Regions from separate parts of the Mus musculus genome. Here region 1 is linked to region 2. Evidence: chromatin contacts called from public HiChIP or PLAC-seq data. All regions are on one chromosome and are shown on one strand. The core of a region is the stretch at or near the end of the contact, and the rest is flanking DNA. Distances in the headings are between cores, read along the strand shown. Region 1 holds the start of Tshz3 (teashirt zinc finger family member 3). Region 2 has its middle 8.2 kb from the start of Gm42379.

Region 1 (4,145 bases), core at 943-3,442, 1.0 Mb after region 2:
TCGGCCTCTGAGGCCGCAGGCATCAGACACCCCAGGCGCACCCACCCACGGGTACGCGACACACACACAGGCAGCTCGGGAGCTCAGCCGCAGCCGGCTTCTGGCTCTCGACTCCGCCCGGGATCCACACCGGGTTAACTCAACTCTCGAGCGCCTAGGCGCTGGAGCCGGCTTTATAGCCCCGGAGGACAGCAGCCACACATCTGCATTCAGGGAGGCGTCTGGACCCAGCCCAAGCCGGCCGGCCGGGGGCGAGCGGAGACTTTTGATCTTACCGGTAGGGTGAGATCTTGGTCTCCTGGTCTATAAGAAAAAGAAAGCACGCTGTGAACTTTTAAAACAAACTTGAAAAACCAACCACAAAGAAAGCATGAAAAAGAGACAGGGCTGAATAAGAGGGAAGAGAAGAATAAGTTTAAAATAAGAGGAAGAAGAAGAAAAAAAGAAGCAAGAAAGGAAGGCCAGGGTTTGCAGCTCCCAGTGCGCTCAGGCAGCTAGTCCTGGGGCGCAGGGTGCCGGCCCTCGGGTAGACTGTGGGCCTCGGGGCTCACGTGGGTTTCAGGGTCCCAGCCGGAGCACCCAGATATAGTGCTGCTCCCGGGAGCTGGGGGCCCAGAGGCCACCCCAGCCACCGCCGCCCAGAGCCCGCTGCGCCGCGGCCGCCCCATTCCCGGCCTAAGAGCTGGCCCAGGGAGACGCAATCGAGCCCGCAGCGCATCGATGCGCCGCCGCCCGCGCCTCTCAAGCTCTGGCTGGCGCTCAGCCGCCACCGCTCGAGGGTCGCCCGCGTGAATTCCAGCCCACCCGCGCCCTCACCACCAGAGTAAGTGAGCCCACGTCGCCCTGTCGCCACCGCAGCCTTCCAGCCGCCTCCTTCCCGGGGCACATCGGCCGAGTCTGCCCGGAGCCTCTGCGACCCCAATCACTCAATCAATAATCAATCCCCTTCGTCCAGAACTGCCCCTAAGCTGGGAGCGGCTGGGGCAGTACCCTGTCCAGGGCGCACCCCGGCGGGGGATGGGCAGGGGAACCCGAGTTTCTTCTCCCTCCCCCGTTCCCGCCTTGGCAACCTCCGACGCAGTGGGTGGGGGGCGCGGCCAGTAGCCCAAGGGGGCGAGACGCGGGGTGCTGAGACGGTGATCGTCCCAAAGTCAGTAAAGGAAACTTGGAGGTGCCCCCTCCCATGCTTACCCCCGAAACAAGCCTGGGAAAGTTTGTGGCGGGGGTGGGGTGGGGGAACGGAAGGAGGTAGCCACTGTAGGTCCCAGGAGGGAAGACCCAGAGCCCACACCCATGTCAGCCCGCACATCTTCTCTCCAGGGCACCCCCGGGGCCCTGGCATCTTTGATAGGGGTACCATCCCAACTAGGGGAGCGCTCTGGGGCTGCACGCGGCGGGTGGAGAGGAGTGTGGGCCGGGAGGGGCAGCCGGGAGCAGCCCGGGGTTGAGACCGGGTGGGGAAGAGGGATGGGCGGGGGCTGTGGGCGCCCCGGGACGCGCTCCGCAGGGCGGACCCCGCGCCTTTGCGAGAGCGCTCGGGGCGGAGACGGAGGGCCAGCTCCGGGTGTCTGGACTTGGGCGGGGGGCCCTGGGCAGGCGTCCGGGCCAGGACCCAGGCTGGGGGCGCCTCCGCGGGCAGGCGAGTGACACGATCATCTCCTTTTCCTTTAAGCTTGCCTGTTGCCGACGCCGCCGCTCCAGCCGCGCCGTGGGCAGAAGACTGGACCGCTGAGCCCCGGGCCGCGGCGGCGGCGGCTGCGCCCCCCCTCCACCCCCCCCCCCCCCATGCCTTGACCTCCCTGCCTGGGGGCGGGAAGCGGGGCAGGACCGACCGGGGTCGCTCCTGGGCTCCTCCTCTCATCTCTCTGCCCGCCTTCTCCTCCTTCACTCCCCGCCCCCCAGCCCCGAACCCCGCGCACCTCGTCTGGGGACGGGGCGGGGGGGGGGCAGGGCGACCGCTCCTCCCCGCCCCCTCCTCCTCGGGCCTCTGGAGCGATTTGTCAAACTTCCCATTCCGCCGGCAGCGCGGTCCTCCTCCTCCTCCTCCTCCTCCTCTGCCTCCTCCTCCCCCTCGCGCTCCTCCTTCCCCGCGCCTCCCTTGCCCGCCCTCCTTCCCTCCGCACGTTCGGGGATCGCGGCGGAGCGCAGCGAGGGGGGGACGCGGAGAGCCGGGGCGCAGCAGCATCCTGCGGGCGGCCGCTCTCCGGGGGGGAGGCTGCGAGCAGGCCCGCCTCGCCCCCCCCCCGCCGCCCCTCCCTCCCTCGGCTCAGCCCGGCAGCGGCGGCGGCGGCGGCGGCGGCGGTGGCAGTCGCGGGAGAAGCATCATGCCGAGGAGGAAGCAGCAGGCGCCCCGGCGCGCAGCAGGTACGAGCGGCTTCCCCTTCCTCCTCCGGTCCTCCTCCTCTTCCTCTGCTCGCGCCGCGCCTCTGGGCCGCCGGCCCCCGCGTTGCTCGCCGCACTCCTCGCCTCTCTCTCATTTTCTGTCTGTCTCTGCGGGCGCTGAGTAACTCCGGGAGCCCGGCTGGCTCGGGGCTCTCCTGCCCGGGTGCGCGCGCCCCCCAGTTGCCCCGCTATGTTCTTCGCTCGACCGGCTCGCACACCCTCCTGGGGACCACCGAGCCGGCTTAGGTCCCCGCCTCTGCCGATCCGGCTGCAGCGGGGAAGGCGCTCTCCAACCCGTGCCTTTTGGTGGGGGGCGGGCGGGGTCACCTGAGTTCTCTGGGACATCTTCCGCGTTGTCCCGGGCAGTACCCGGTGACTACCGGGACCAGAGCGAGCAAGAGTGAGCTAGCGGATCCCTCTGGCCACCTTACTGCTAATTCGATTGATTCTTCATTTATTGGGCCCAAACCCGGTACAGCGGTGGAAACCAGAGCGCACTGGGTCTGGGTATTGTCAGATGACTGTCAGGTCAGTGTTGGATGCTGACATTTCCTCCATTCCTGAATGTCTTCTTACCCCCTCCCTCTCTTTCCGCTGCTGCTCCCTACCCTTTTCTAGCACTTAGTTCTGGGACATATCTGAGTACTCCCCCCTCCCTCTCTTTTTCTGCCAGGAACGTCAACTCCTGTTAGGACTGAGCTGATTTTTTTTTTTTTTTCCTTCTGGAAAAGAGATTCATTGAAAACAAAACAAAACCCACACACATAACATTATTTTGCAATAATGTCGGTTGGGGGCACGTTGGCTGGAAGAAGGGTTTCTGGCCGGTTGCCACCCTTGATTTGATGACTGATTGATCGCCCGTCATGCCTGTGCCTTTGATCTATTCATTCCCAATAAACATCAATAAATCACTTGCAATAGTGAGGCCAAGCTCCGTGACGTCAGGAGGGCCCTGTCAGTGCAACTTCAGGGATTTGGGGCGGCTTGCCGAGAGAGGACCACATATGGACGTGATGTATTTTGATATGAATAACACTCAGACGTGCAGAGGCTCAGACGCTGCCTGAAGGGGAAGGTTGCTTAGGAGTCCTTTTCTTTAATCTTCTTTCTTCTCACTTCTCTTTTGATAAAAGAGGGGAGGGCTGAGCGAAGAAGGGTCACCGAGGTAATGTTCCACGTGCTGGTGGGATACAGGCTAGTGATGGTGCTATGCAGGCTGCTGCTGCTGGTGATTGCCATCAGACCAGCGGGGCTCCCACCTCAGCTGCACTCTGGCCTTCAGTCTCTTTACCAGGGTCACAGGGAAGCAACCATAAGGTACTTCTCCCAGAAGTGTATTGGTCTGACAGTGTTGTGAAGAAACCTTAGGGGGGAGGGGGATTCAACTTGGTTTGGTGCATAGAATGAAGGCATGTTTTCCCTCTGTACTCTCAGTGTTACCCAAATTTAGAAAGTTTGAAGATCCCAACAGAGAGCTCACCTCCTCACTGATGCTGCCTGCTCATCCCACCTCCTCCTTTAAATTCCAAGCTTTTTAGCAGTGAGCTTATCTACCCAAAATAAACTCTAAAACTTTGGAGGCATCCTTTACAAAGTTGGGTAGTAGGAATGTCTTGGGCTTCTTCCAGTCTAGATTTTTTTCTTTCTTTTTCGGGTACACATTTTTTAAGGTATCCGTGCCTCCATCCAATGAAACATATGTGGTTGCATCTTTACATTTATTTTGAACTCTGTAGCTCTTCTTTACTGCTCCACCCAGC
Region 2 (4,375 bases), core at 1,217-3,716:
GCAGAGAACTAGATGCTGCCGAGTCCATGGGTGCAGTGCCAGGGCCTGTCCTGAAGATGGCATTGCCCAGCCCTCCTCCCCATCCTCCAGCCCTCACATCCCTCTGCCCCTCCTCCTATGATGCTCTTCAACCTGGGAGATAGGGGTTGGAAAGTCTGGAAAGAAGACTCCTCCCCCTCCCCCAACCCCCACAAGCCCCTGAGGTCCAGGAACACCACAGCCTCGGTACCATTGGGCCCAAAATGCTTCTCCATCACATCAGTCCTTGTCGCTGATCCTTAAATCAGCACATGCTGCGGTCACCCTGGCCAATACTGTGGTCCGTGGGTTGAAGATATCAAAGTCAGTAGTGTATAAAGCACACAGGAAGATGGAGAAAGGCCAGGCTTGGGAATTGTATCACTTCTTGTTGTTGTGATTGTTTGTGGGAAGCCACATGTGCCATCCCATGCATAACCAATCCGGGTGTGAGACACGCCTCTCCTAGGCCTATATAAGCAGCGCCAGTGCTGGGCTTGGGGTCTCTTCGCCTCTGCAATCAAGCTCTCCCAATAAATGTGTGTGGAAGTATCCTGTTGCAGCGGCGTTCTTGCTGGGCACGTGCAAGAATTGTTGGTTTTTGAGATAGAGGCTTAAGCTTGGGCTCCTCCTGTCCCAGCCTCTTTAACACAGGTGTTTAACAGGAATTCTGTGTGCATCACCAATGCCAACTCCATGCGTTCAAGTTTGCTGCCGAATGCCTCCATGTTTTACAAAAACAAGCGTGGTAGCATCCTGTGACAGCGATCCCACCGTTCATCCTGTCGTGGTTTTCTGTTGCTATTTCATATCCGCACAGTAAAACGGTTAGTCTGAACAGTAACTGCTAGGTTTTTACACAAGGTGCCCTGGGGGCTAGAGAGCTGGCTCAGTGGCTAGGAGCACCTCTTGCAGAGGACCTGGGTTCAGTTCCCAGGACCCACATGACAGTTTGTCACTCCAATCCAGGAGATCTGAGGCCTTTTTCTGGCCTTCAAGAGCACCAGGCACACACTTGATTCACGTAAATATATGGAGGCAAACACGCATGCATAGAAAACAAGAATTAAAGAGAAAGTAAGGCCTGGAGTGCACACTGCTCTTCCAGAGGACCTGAGTGTGGGTCCCAGCACCCACATCAGACAGCTCACAACAGCCTATAACTCCAGGTCCAGGAGATCTGACACCTGGCCTCTGAGGGCACCACGTGGCACTCATCTGCTTATACATCCACACAGAGACACATGCACACACATAAATAAAAACAAATCTTAAAAAAACAAAACAAAACATGTCACACCAGGCTGGAGATTTTTCTCTGTGGTTAACAACGCTGGATGCTCTTGCAGAGGACTTGGGTTCAATTCCCAGCACCCACATGATGGCTCACAACCCTCTGTGACCTCAGTTCCAGGGGATCTGATGTCCTTTTCTGAATCCACAGGCACCAGGCATGCACGGGGTGCACATACATACAGGCAGGCAGGCAAAACACTCATACATATAAATAATCAAATAAACTAATCTAAAAAAATTAAAACGTAGAATCATGTATCTTTGCGTGTTTGTGATGGAGTGTGTTTTGAAGTATTTTGACAGCTGGTCATTCTTCCCATGCAGTTCAGACTGGTGCCGCCTGTTGGCCCTTCATCCTGGGTTTTGATTGCCGGGCAAACTTGTTTTCCAGAGTCTCCCTGGGTCTCACACGCCCTCAGGTATGAAAGCGAGAGGTGATGTAATGGGATTGACGTCTAAGTCCAGGATCAGCTTGCCTGATGGGTTTTAATTGGAAAAGAGTATTCTACAGAACGGAACCGCCGCTCTCTGGTAAAGGCATTGGCTTTGAAAGAGTTACCATGACAACCTCTGTCTTTAGGGAAGCATTTGAGTTTTATGAAAACAAAGGACTTGGCTTTGTAAGTTGGTCACCATGGAAGTGGCACAGCAGGCGGACTTCTCCAGCCCCCTTTGCTCCCTCCCCGGGGTAGGGGGTGAAGGGTGGGGGGTAGAGAGGACTCTTGTTTTTCTTCTGAGATTTGGAGACTCCTTTCAATCGGATGGCCTTCCCCCACCTCCCTGTGGCATCTTGGACTCAGTCACATCCGTCCCTAAAGAAAGCAGGCTCTCTGTGGCTGGACTCAGCCTTTTAACATATACACAGTGCTTCTTAGATACAGGCTCCAAGTCGGGGAAGAAAAAGTTTGGGCATCCCAACACACTCTTGATCACATCTCTGCCCAGCATCCCTCTCTGCCCATAGCAAGTTGCTTGTTCCTTGACTGGTCCACCAACACTGCCAGAACAATGAGTTATTCTCTTAAGGGAGAAATGATATCTGCACTTGCAAGATTCTCACAAGATTATGTGTGGATTAAAAATCTGAAAGTGGCCTTGCTGGCCTGGCCCGCAGTGGTGCTGCGCATGAGAGGGCTGGCTCCGCCCATCACAGGCCCAAGCGAAGGCCAGTGCTGACCAACTCAGCTACCAGGCAGGCCCAGGCTTTGAGTTGGTCCACATCAATATGTTGAGCTGCTGGAGTTCAGAAGGGGCCAGTCCTGCCGATCAGAAAGTTGCAGGACCTCTACCACTCAAGGCAACGACAGGATTTGTGAGCCGTCTCAGTATTGACAGAGAGGGTTCAGCAGTGATGATGTAGCAGAAACCAGAGGCCTCGAACCAGACGAAAGACTCATTCCAATGAACATATGCATGCTCAGATATTTGGGTAAAAGGGTATATATACTCTGTGACACTCTGAAGCTTCCAAAGCCACTGAGTTACCAATACGTGACAGAGAGGCGGGAAACAGAGGAATGGAATGGAGTGTACCAGACGGAACTGAAGGAGACACAGGTGTGAGAGGAGCAGGTCCTTACCCAATAGGGTTGGCAGGATGGTGTGCCACAGCCTGAAGCTTCTGCGGACTCAGCCCCACCCCCACCCCCAACCCCACCCCCGCCCTGAAACAAGCTGCCCAGCCACATGGTCGCCCAGGTTCTGAATAGCAACAGGATGCTGGAGATGAGCAATGTCCATGTACTGGATTGGACTTCCTCAAAAGATCTCCACGGTCTGTTTTTCTCCCGGAGGCCATGCTGGTCTGTGGCTTGTATTTCAGTAGAGAGTCCTGTTGATGCCCACCAGAGTCCAAGCAGAGGTCCTGATGCTGGAGACCACGTGGATGTTCATGGTTCATGCTGTTGCCAGAAACCAGGTAGAAGCCCAGGATCCGTGCTCTCACTGACTGTAAAGGACAAGGAAGCTGTTTTGCAGATATCGATGCCTGCTGTAGCTCTCAACAGCTGATGGCTTCCAGGGCGGGGGATGCAGGTAGAGAACTCAGCTTTCCTTTGGAGCTGACCATTGGGAGTTTGACAGTGCTCCAGTGAGTATATGGACCACTGAAAATGGAGTTGTCTTTTTGTTTTGTCCCCCTCCCCCTTTCTTCTTTTCCTTTTGATGGTGGTCGAGGAGGTCAAAGGGGAGGAGAGAACATGGAAGGGACTGGAGAGTGAGCCTGATCGGGGTCCATGATGTGCGGCTCCCAAATAATCAATAAAAATATTATGTTGAAAAAAATTTGAAAAGTGACTCAGGTAGCAGAAGAAACTATTAGTGTGTCTCCGTGTGTGTGTGTGTGTGTGTGTGTATGTGTGTGTGTGCACACACACACATACACACACACACACACACACACACAGTACCCACAAAGACCAGAAGAGAGCATCCCATCCCCATTAGACCTACTGGGAACCAGGAACACTCAACTGCAGAGCCATCTCTTGTGCATTTTGTTTTGTTTTGTTTTTGAGACAAAGTTTCTCTGTATGGCCCTGGCTGTCCTAGAACTTGCTCTGTAGACCAGGCTGGCCTCAAACTCCCAGAGATCCACTTGCCTCTGCCTTCCAAGTGCTGGGACTGTAGGAGTGTGCCACCACTGTCCGGCTTTTTTTTTTTTTTTTCCGAGACAGGGTTTCTCTGTAGAGCACTGGCTGTCCTGGAACTCACTTTGTAGACCAGGCTGGCCTCGAACTCAGAAATCCACCTGCCTCTGCTTTATTTTTTTACTATTCTATTTTATGGGCTGGATATTCAACACCCTCTTCTGGCCTCTGTGAGTACTACACACTGCACACATACATACAGGCAAGCACTCCTATAAATAAATAAAAATATATAGCCCCCCCCCACACCCATAACATCTTAAAATCTACTCTGTTTTCTCTTCTTTAGTTTTGTCTCCATTCATTGCATTTATTTTTCATTTGGCTTTACTGTATGGGCTTTGTGACTTTTTGATGAATGAAAAAGTCACTTATTTTTCTTGCATGCCAATGAATGCGGCTCTCCTTGCTGT

Evidence for each region. HiChIP or PLAC-seq counts read pairs in DNA pulled down with a chosen protein or histone mark.
Region 1: a contact with region 2 is called in an H3K4me3 HiChIP or PLAC-seq map of forebrain, with 5 times the contacts expected there. The contact joins the promoter of Tshz3 here to the enhancer-like site in region 2. A contact is called at or near these places in 3 of 39 promoter capture datasets (the 3T3-L1 cell line, hippocampal neurons and liver), 3 of 484 Hi-C or Micro-C datasets (cortical neurons, embryonic stem cells and stem cell-derived motor neurons) and 3 of 115 datasets of contacts at active chromatin or transcription factors (SST interneurons, embryonic hindbrain and forebrain).

What each region holds. Positions count from the first base shown.
Region 1 is chr7:36,695,926-36,700,070 of GRCm38.p6, forward strand. Tshz3 (teashirt zinc finger family member 3) reads left to right here and starts at 2,193. Exons shown (of 2, transcript NM_172298.3): 1 at 2,193-2,364. The coding sequence starts at 2,325. Gm36722 (zinc finger X-linked protein ZXDB-like) reads right to left here and starts at 2,297. Exons shown (of 3, transcript XM_030243157.1): 1 at 1-2,297. The coding sequence starts at 2,185. The coding sequence ends at 938.
Region 2 is chr7:35,666,360-35,670,734 of GRCm38.p6, forward strand. No RefSeq gene overlaps it. Among named protein-coding and RNA genes, the nearest start is that of Gm42379, 8.2 kb to the left of the region's middle. Within about 2 kb of position 2,467, at least 45 of the 459 cell types and tissues checked have an H3K27ac peak or open chromatin away from gene starts, as enhancers often do. A contact at or near this core is called in cortical neurons, forebrain and stem cell-derived motor neurons, where this site is marked.